2 separate regions of the Mus musculus genome follow, and region 1 is linked to region 2. A link is a contact called in public promoter capture Hi-C data. All regions are on one chromosome and are shown on one strand. The core of a region is the stretch at or near the end of the contact, and the rest is flanking DNA. Distances in the headings are between cores, read along the strand shown.

Region 1 (5,060 bases), core at 93-2,592, 410 kb before region 2:
GCTTGGCCAAGAGCAGCTTTTAAGGCTGCAGTTTCCCCCTTTTCAAAGTCAGACGTCAGTGTTATTAGAGGAGCCAGTGAGAGCTGAGGAAGGGGCTAGGGCGGGGCGGGGGGGGCTTGGTGGGAGGTGTGATAGCACCAGCCATGCCTGCTGAATAGGTAGAGACCGTCAGAGGGAAGGGCTGATGGAATGTACTGTGAGAAAGGGACATAATTTCTCATCTGGCAGAACTATTCTTCTGGCTGTACTGAATTATTGATATGACTTAACAACCCCACCAACACCTTTGAGATCTCCAGCTGCTGCCTTCTGGGAGTCAGGGTCTGGTCAAAGGATCGGACCTTGAGTTTTCAAGGCTGCCTATCCTGTCCCTTGGAACTCCTTAGAAACAGGGGCTGCTGCCCTTTGCAGCATGCAGGATGCAACACTTGTATGTCAGAAACTCAGAAACTCGGATACAGAGCTTGCCTGTTTGCAGTGGAGGTCCCACCGAGACTTGGGTCAGATCATGCTTAGGTAAACATTGGAAAGAGGCTGTAGGTGGCTCAGCTTGGTTTCGCAATGCTCCAAGTTAACCAGAAAGAAGACAACGAAGAAGAAAAAGCCCCATTTAAATAACCTACCCCCAAATCCTCCCTGCAATCTTAGTTTTGTTTTCAGAGACCCATAACAACGTGTTAAGATTTTGGCCTCCTGACAAGTTGAACTTTGAGGCCAGACAATCCGATCTCCAGGGAGCCCTGGCCTGGGAGAGGTGAGGCAGGATTTTTATAGGTCTGGACCTTCTGGCTCCACCCTAGACCTGTTTTCTCAATGGGAAGTGCTTCTTCTGCCTCTGGCAGGTCATGGCAGAAACCTGGGCCCCAGGAATGGTATTTCTGGTCAGTAACAATTTCCAGCTGTGGCGAATGTTCATTCCAACCTCACACAGCAGAGTCCATTCCCTATTGCCTTGTGTTCTCCAGGAATTAACTTGGCCTGTTCTTCCCCGTCTCCACAGATGGCCTCGCCTCCTCCCGGGTCCGCCTGTACTTCTTCGTCTCTAATGAAGGCAACCAGAACCTATTCGTGGTGCAGGCCAGCCTGTGGCTGTACCTGAAACTGCTCCCCTATGTCCTGGAGAAGGGCAGCAGGAGGAAGGTACGGGTCAAGGTGTACTTCCAAGAACAGGGTCACGGAGACAGGTGGAATGTGGTGGAGAAGAAGGTGGACCTGAAACGTAGCGGCTGGCATACCTTTCCCATCACAGAGGCCATCCAGGCCTTGTTTGAGCGAGGGGAGAGACGCCTTAACCTGGATGTGCAGTGTGACAGCTGCCAGGAGCTGGCCGTGGTGCCTGTGTTCGTGGACCCCGGTGAGGAGTCACACAGGCCCTTTGTAGTGGTGCAGGCCCGCCTGGGCGATAGCAGACATCGCATCCGCAAACGGGGCCTAGAGTGTGATGGGCGGACCAGCCTCTGTTGCAGGCAACAGTTCTTCATCGACTTTCGGCTCATCGGCTGGAACGACTGGATCATTGCGCCCACTGGCTACTACGGGAACTACTGTGAGGGCAGCTGCCCGGCCTATCTGGCCGGGGTCCCTGGCTCAGCTTCCTCCTTCCACACAGCCGTGGTGAACCAGTACCGCATGCGTGGCCTGAACCCTGGGCCCGTGAACTCTTGCTGCATCCCTACCAAGCTGAGCTCCATGTCCATGCTCTACTTTGATGACGAGTACAACATTGTCAAGCGGGATGTGCCCAACATGATCGTGGAGGAGTGTGGCTGCGCCTGACAGAGGCAACGGGGGCGGAGCACAGGCCCATGGGTCTTTGAGGGAGCAGGAGAGGCAGGTGGGCTGAGTGTGGTTGTTCCATTGGGCCGTGAAGAGTGCCAGGGTGAGGCCTGAAATAATGTTCTCCCGCTTTGTAGAAAACCAGTCAGGACCAGAGGGAGAATCCCTCTGTGGCACGAGAGACTCCTAACTGCACACATAGACACGCATAGCCAGACTCACGCAGTCTGCCACCCACACAGCAGCCTCTGGGATACCAGCAAACGGATGCGGTGACAAATGGCACCAATGCCTGTCAGTCTGAAAGAATGGGGTGAGCAGCCACCATTCCCACCAGCTGGCCGGGCACTCTGAATTGCGCCTTCTGAGCACACATAAAAGCACACAAAGACAGAGGACACAGAGAGAGTGAGCCAGAGAGCCACCAAGAGGAAAAGCAGGGTGGGAGCACAGGCGGGTGGAGGGCCATGTGTCCCTGACTTGTCCCAGGTTCTTCACCGAAGCGCCTGGCACAGTCCTGCCTGCTCACTGCCCGCCTGGCATCCTCCATGCTTTGAGGCCAGCAGAGCTGTGCCACCCCTGTTCTTGGAGAGGGCAAGTAGCCCAGGAGCGACTCACCTGTCACAGAGACCATGGAGCAGGGACAGTGACCCTTTGATGGTCTGTCACTTGCGTCCCCCATGTGACTTATATATGTGTGTATGTGTGTTTGTTTTCGGGGGTGTTGGGGGAGGGAGAGAAGAAGGGTCTTAATTTTATGCTTTAAATTCATCTCCAACAACTGACAGGTCACTGGTGCCAGTTGCAGAATTGAAAAGAGCCTATCAGCTATGGCCTTTGAAGCGGAAAGGCCAAACGATTCGAAGTGAGAAGGAAAGAAAAATGTTGCAATCGGTGCCCTTTGCTGGGGACTTCCTCCTGGTGTTATGCTTAGAGGGGAGGGCCACTGGCAAGGGGGAGAGACAGGGGAGGCAGTGGCAGAGTGAGGCTGTTCTGAGGAGCTGCTCAGCTGGGCTTGGAGAGAGAGGGAGAGCTTTTGGTTGCTTTGCAGAAGTTGTTCCCGAGGGTGAGCCCTGGCTTCAGGGTTGTCCGTGGACATGTCCCCTGCCCAGTTCACTTGCCCTCCCGCCTGCTCCACAATGCACTTGCGGTCCTGAGTGAATGCACACCACAATAGCACTTGCAGGTCTACGTGTGTCCAGAAGTGGCCCTGGGGCGAGAGCTTGACGTGGCTGTCCTCGTGGATGTCCAAGTGCCACGTGAACTATGCAATTTAAAGGGTTGACCCACACTAGGCGAAACTGGACTCGTACGACTCTTTTATATTTTTATACTTGAAATGAAATCTTTTGCTTCTTTTCTAAGCGAATGATTGCTTTCAATGTTTGCACTGATCTAGTTGCATGGTTAGTCAGAAACTGCCATTTGAAAAAAAAAGTTATTTTTATAGCTGCAGAAAAATGAATACAGTTAAATGTATTATACATAATTTTGGAACCAAAGAGGCCAGCGGATCAGTTTTAATTTTTATTAGATGGTGAGGCCATCTTCTATGAGGTAGATGTTCTAAACAATCCTTCGAGTGGCCTGCCAGTGTTTCAGGGTATAAATGATTTTTTTTTTATTCAGTTGATGTGTCTTTTCTGTCCGTACACACCCAGAAGGTAGAGTAAAATAAATGACTGGTGGAGTGAAGGTGTGTGCTGTAAGTCCTCACCTTTAGTTTATTTAATAAATCCCTCCTTAGGTTCTGTTTCATAATAACTTAAAACCAAACAATTTTCCCCCACAGACTGGCTGTCTTAAGTATTTTACGTTCATGTACAGTATAAGACAATAAAAGATGGAGTGCCACGGGCTTCCTGCCTTGTGTGATGTCTGGGGCAGTGGGCAGCTGGGAGGAGGGGTTTGGTCCAGGTGTCCAGTTCCGATGCCAGAAGTCCCCACGGCCTGTTCCCTACACTCTCAGAGCCCTTGCCTGACACATATGTCACACAGAAGCTAGAAGAGATGGCAGAAGACCAGCTGAAAGGCAATTAGCAAATTAGCGAATTACAAATTTGTTTACCGTTCCAGTCCCCAACTAGTTATGTTCTGCTGGTGTTCCAAAGCTGGATCTCTCGGCTTTTCAAAAGTACTGTGGGACTTGACACCAACCTCGATGATGACCTGAGTTCAAGCCCAGGGTCCCACATAGAGAGAGGGAAGAGTGGTCTAGTTTCTATGGATTGTTCTCTGGTCTCTACACACATGCTGTACACAACACACACACACACACACACACACACACACACACAAATGGGGTCAGAGAATAAGTGAAAAATTTGTGCTAGTTAAGCCTCCAGGCTGTGGAGGAAGGGAGCTCTTTCTCCCACATCCCAGCCCTCTGTGCTCACCTCCAGGTAACTGAGGGGATAGGTGTAGATCCTGTCATTAGAGGGTAAGCAGACGCTGCGACAGTCTCAACTGTTGGAAGAGGAGGAACTGATGGCCTTAGTAGCTACTACAGCACAGCCACCCTCAGGTACCACTTAGAGATCTATTCAGTTCTGTCATCTCACAAACCCTGCCTGAATCACACATCCTTGCTTCCCAAAGAGTGGGAGGTGAAGCTGAGATCCCAGATCCACCCTACCCAAGGTCACTCCACCCGGACAGGGGCCCTGGTTACAGGCCACCCATCTATACCCATCTATCTGCCTAATTATGAGGACTGTAGACTTACAAATAGCCTTCATCTGAGCTCTGCAGGCCTGACAGGCCTTTTTTTTTTCTTTTAAGTGCTCACTAATTTGGCTAGACTAATTGGCCAGCAAGTACAGGAGACTCCCCCTGTCCACAGTTTCCCAACCTTGGGACTATAGGTATAGGCCTGGCTTTTATATAGACCTGGGGACCTCATGCTTATGTGACAAGCACATTACAGACTGAAGTGTCTTCCTAGCCCTGCCCTGAGATGGTTTTGCAGGTGGAAGAATGAAAGTCACCAAAGAAAAAAGTGCACATGAAGGGCTTGGGGCTCCAGAGTCCTGAGAGCCAACAGCCACTGAGCCACTGCTCGCCCGGCCTGGCATGCCTGTCTATGGGCCCAGGTCACACACTTGCCAAGACTGGAAGATCCAATGAAGCCGGGTACTGTGAGTCTGGGTTTCCTGGGTTTTCTGGCTTCCCTGGGCTTTCATTCTCTTCTCCCAACATAGTTCAGGCTTGCCTCAAACTTATATGTATCCCAGGATGACCTGGAATTCCTGGTTCTTCTGCCCCGACCTCCCCAGTGCTAGGAT
Region 2 (4,981 bases), core at 2,009-4,508:
CTATTCCCCTGCTAAGGACTGCCCTAAGGATTCTGTTTTCTCTTCCCAGGGCAGAGGCCAGCTTTGTTTTCCCTTCCAGCTTCAGAAATACACAATGCTGCGGTAGCCCATCAGCCCGTGTAGGTCTGGCAGGCAGGTAACACAGTGCATCCTTGTTTGCTTGCCAATGTGGCTTCATAGTGTGGTCCAGTCCTGCTGGAAGGGGTACCAGGGAGAGACTGTGGCCCTCTGGGCATCAAGCCCCTGGAGAGAAAGGGGACCTGACAGTGGGGTAGGGGTGGGAGGTTGGGACCTAGGAAGAGTCTATCTTATAAAATGCTGCTATACTGTGTTGTATTCTCAGGATCTAACAGGGGAGACTGAGGCTGGTCCATTGTCAGAAGGAGCCTCAGTAGAACTCTGCTATCCAGTCCCAGACAGCTGGGACTCTGCCTGCCCAGCTTGAGAGAAAGACTCTGCCCCTCTGTTTTACAGATGGGGAAACTGAGACGTGGGCTTTGTCCAAATGCATGCTCCATCTCTGGTGTCCACAGTCACTGTCCTTCCTGTAATGGTGTCACTTGCTTGCCTGGGCTTCTGGGACTGTGGATAAGGTCCCTTGGTGTAGGGTTCTGGGTCTTAAAGTCCACGGTGTTAGTGGGACAGAAAGTCTGAATGATCAGGTAAAGAAGCCAAGACAGGAAGTGGAATCAGCCTGTGTTTCCAGAGAATAGATCGGAGTACAAGACAGTGGGGGCTGGGATGCTTTCTGGAGCTTGAGCCAGAAGTCCTACCTGCGCCTTTAGGAAGAAGGAAGCCTTTCTGATACTCATCTCAGGAAGGAGGCCTACCCATCATGCCCTTGGGGCCCAACCCCTGCCCAGCCAGTCAGTGAATTAGGGTTAATTACCACTTTTCCTAACACCAGCTCTCTAGCTCAGGGGCCTTGCAAATCCCGGAGCTTTTGTACTTGGAGAAAGAAATTCAAGGGGCTAGAAAAGGGGCAGGTGCATTGCCTTGGGGCTGCTTTTTGCATGATGTGGCTGTGACCTGCTGCAATGGGTCATTTTGTAACCTGTAGGTTTCTGGGAGAAGCTTGAGCCGAGGGGACCAGAAGCCAGACTGGCCAAGGCGGGCTGTAGAAGTGACACCCAAGGGAGTCACAGGTCTGCTTATGCTTCTGAAATGTCTGTCTTCTCCAGAGCCCTGCTTGCTCTGACACTTTCAGCCTCGGCACTGTGTGATTATTTCCAACCTGCTCACTATGCTGCATTGCTAAGCCCCCTTCTACTCCAGCAACGTTCATGGATAATAAAATCAAGTAGGGATGGGCATGCGTGCACAAAGCCCTAGGGTGGATCCCCAGCACCGCACAGTGCTGAGGCGTGGTGCTGCCCTTGGGAGGTGAAGGAAGGAGGATTAGAAGTTCAAGATCATCCTGGGTTGCATAGTGACTTCCAGGCCAGCCTGAGCTACATGCAGAGATGTCCTGCTGATAAGATGGCTCATTAGAGAAAAGCACTTGCCACCAAGGCTGATGATCTGAGTTCAATTCCTGGAGCCTATAATGGTCAGAGAGAACTGACCCCATAAGTTGTCCTCGGACTTCCACAGATGTGCATGTGTGTGCACATACATTAAATAAATGCATGAAAAAAATGTCTGCAATCAAGGCAGGGTAGGTTTTCACTAGCTCTTGCTTGAAATATGTGCCTATCTGATCTGTATGTGTTTTTGCACATGCGTTGTGGATGCATGAGTGCATGTGCGTGTAATTCCTTCTGACAACATATATGTGACAGGTGTATGCAGTAGCACTGTTTGTGTTAAATGAGACCATGAGTGCATGAACATGTATGTATGTATGGCTGTGTACTTGCACACACAGACACCTTCGTACACTAAGAGTGCAGCGTATGTTCCATTTGCTGTGCCCATGCATTCCCATGTGCTCATGTATGTAAGACGGGACAGGCATGCTGCCTGGCTGAGATCAGAAAGGATGCGAGTGTGCCAGGGCCTGTGGTAGGTGGCTATGTTGGCTGGGAGGCCAGCTCCTGCCTCCCTCCTGGAGGTTGATTTCACCCCAGGAAGTGCTTATGTGTGTGACTCACTCACAAAGGAGTTCAAAGCAGCCAGGTGGTGGTGGGTCTCCAGGAGTTCAGAGTTCCTCATTCTGAGTATCAGTGTATTCACGCCACTCCTGGAAGGCTCCTTACCCTGGCCTGTGCTGTGGACCCCGTAACACCTGCTGTGATTATCATTCACCGTCATGCTGAAATGATAGAAATAGAAAGTGTGGCTCACAAAAGACCCCACTTTCCATCAAGTGCAACGGCTGTACAGGCACCATGCTTATGATAGGGTAACACTTGGGCTTTCTCACTGCAGGCCAAGTGCAGGGTCGGAGGTAGGAAGCCACCATGCGCAGAGCTGGTATTCAGTGCCATGGAGGATGAGGGTCCCGAGTATCAAACTCAGGTCCTCGGGCTTCATGGCGAAGGCTTTCCCCACAGATTCACTCCCCCCCCCCCCCCCCCGGCTCTAGTGAAATATTTAGTCCATAAAGTCTTGTTTTAAGCGTTGCTTAGAAATTACTTGGAGACAAACAACAGGGAGCGATAGACACTTCCCTCGCCGTCCTGTGCATGCTCGCAGGACACAACTGTTGAAGAGCTTTCTCGTTCTGATCTGTATGAAACAGGATCTTTGCATATGCCCCAGGCTGACTGTGAATGCTTGGACCTCTTAACTTCCAAGCTTTGGTTCCATGCCTAGGTTTATAGACATGTTCTGCTAAGTCCTGAACTCATGAAGTGTCTTTAAAATGCGGAGAGCTGGGGAGATGGCTTAGTTGGCAAACTGCTTGCCACACAAATGTGAGGGTCTCGGTTTGGATTTGGTTTGCCTGAAACCAGGCAGGGGATCCCTGGCGCTTACACACCAACAGTCAGTTTATCCAAATCTATGAGCCCCAGGTTCACCAAGAGACCCTACTTCAAAGTCATCATCTTTATCAAACCATAGAGTGACTGAAGGGATCAATGTTGACATAGGGCCTCCACATGCTTTGCCCTCCCCCAATACCTGTGAATACACACCAACACATGCACAGTGCTTTCTTTGCACATTTTGTGGGTTCTCCAGCCATATGTCTGGATGAGAGGTCTCATGGAAAAGCCCCAGAGGGCCTGAGACCTGGGGAAAATCTCTAATGGAAAGGGGCTCCTCCCCAGGGCAGGCCCAGGCTCCCCTTGGTGTAGCAGATTCCTGTGGAATGTGCGGGCATTTCCAGAGCTGTAAAAGAAAGTGGGGTGTTGACTCTCCTCCCCTGGAGTGTCCTGGGGCTCTCAGACCCTTCTTTGAAGAAGCTTTTGTGTTGCCTGTGGGAATCAACCCACATAGACACTCACTCACCCAGCCAGTACCCATGAAGCCGTGCACAGACCCCTCCCTGCTGTCCCCAGGTGGTGGGGGATGGGGTCCGCACAAGGACGCAGGTACAGTGGTGACTGGCTGTCCCCAGGAGTGAATGTATCTGCTTGGGACCCAGGGTGCTTGGTGTTTACCCAGAAATTGAGCTAATCCCACTAATTCCTGTGAATTATGAAGACTCTTGGCTCTGTCTCCTGCCTTCCTCTCCTGTGGCAGAGGTAAGGGGGGAGGGGGAGCGTGGTGGCACTGACTTGCACAGTGGGGAGGGGTGCCCCCTGAATCCCTGGTGCTTCTGTGTGCAGCTGTTCCTTTTTACTCAGAATCTGCTGCCACAGCCTGAGTGCTGAGGCTCCTGACAATTTTGTGCTCAAGCCCTCAGGATGCTCTTCATTGGGTGGCTGTTCCCCCCAGGGCTTCTAAGTAACATGTCAGTAGACTACCAAACTGTTCACCTTGCTCTGCTGCCTCTGTGGGAAGTGGCCTCCGGCAGCTCATTCCCAGCAGAATCCTGAGGTCATCAGTGAATTGGGGGTTACCAGGTTGCTGCCACTTGTTAGGGTAGGACAGAGGGGGATGAGCTGCCACTGCCAAGTCAGTGCCTGGGAGTAAGGGAACAAAAGAGGTTCATTTCTCACTGCTCTCTTCTACCCCCTCCTCCCTACTCTTTAGACCTCCAGACCCTTGTCAACAGGAGCCTGGTCCTCCTGCCAGGAAGATAAGGGATGCACAGGGAGCCAGCCTCTCCCTCTGCTAGAGGCTTAAGTGGACCAGGACCCAGCAGGAGGAGCTCCAGATGATTCAGTGGTTTAAGAATGTTTGCTGCTCTGCTGTTCTTTCAAAGGAGTTCAGTTCCCAGCCACTGTGGCTATGTGGGCAGCCTGTAACTCCAGCTCCACGGGGTCTTACACCTCTGGCCTCTGAGGACACCTACACTCATTCTATGCAGACACCTGTGCATAAGCATAATTTAACATATTCAAAGTAAAGAGCTAAAAAGGACCCAGCAGGACACTAGAGGAGCTCTAGCCTGGGGAGAGGAGCAGGCCAGTTGCATTTGTTTGTTTATTGATAGGGTCTCTCTGTGTAGGGAGTATACCAATTACATCTATCTATCTGTCTGTCTGTCTGTCTGTCTGTCTGTCTATCTGTCATCTATCTGTCTGTCTATCTATCTACCTATCTAGAGACAGGGCCTCTCTGTGTAGTCGCCCTGGACCTTAACTATGTAGATTGTGGCCTCAGATTCACAGAGACCGCCCTGCCTCTGCCTCCCGAGGGTTGGGGTTAAAGACAGGTGCCACCATTCCAGATAATTCTACTGGTTAATCTTGATCAAAAACCCAGTGGGATTTAAAATCACCTAGGAGACAATGGGCATAGCTGTGAGAACATGCTGGTGTGGAGTGTCAGGTAGACTCATAATCTGGCAGATGTAGGGTTCCAACCGTGGACTGTCCAGAGCAGGGGACTTCCTGGGGAAGGTGGCATCTTAATGGGGTTTTTCAGGCAAAGGTGAAGTGTATTCTTGGAGAGGCACCACTGGCTGCTGGGCTACTTGCTTCTGGTG

Evidence for each region. Promoter capture Hi-C pulls out the DNA fragments that hold promoters and counts their contacts.
Region 1: a contact with region 2 is called in a promoter capture Hi-C map of embryonic stem cells, with 2.2 times the contacts expected there. The contact joins two enhancer-like sites. A contact is called at or near these places in 1 of 39 promoter capture datasets (embryonic stem cells) and 1 of 9 other capture datasets (adipose tissue).

Annotation. Positions count from the first base shown.
Region 1 is chr1:119,414,038-119,419,097 of GRCm38.p6, reverse strand. It overlaps Inhbb (inhibin beta-B), which reads left to right. Exons shown (of 2, transcript NM_008381.4): 2 at 1,001-3,635. The coding sequence ends at 1,776. Among named protein-coding and RNA genes, the nearest start is that of Inhbb, 5.7 kb to the left of the region's middle. Within about 2 kb of position 1,342, at least 3 of the 459 cell types and tissues checked have an H3K27ac peak or open chromatin away from gene starts, as enhancers often do. A contact at or near this core is called in embryonic stem cells, where this site is marked.
Region 2 is chr1:119,003,373-119,008,353 of GRCm38.p6, reverse strand. All of the region lies in intron 1 of Gli2 (GLI-Kruppel family member GLI2), which reads left to right. Among named protein-coding and RNA genes, the nearest start is that of Gm51642, 45 kb to the right of the region's middle. Within about 2 kb of position 3,258, at least 22 of the 459 cell types and tissues checked have an H3K27ac peak or open chromatin away from gene starts, as enhancers often do. A contact at or near this core is called in embryonic stem cells, where this site is marked.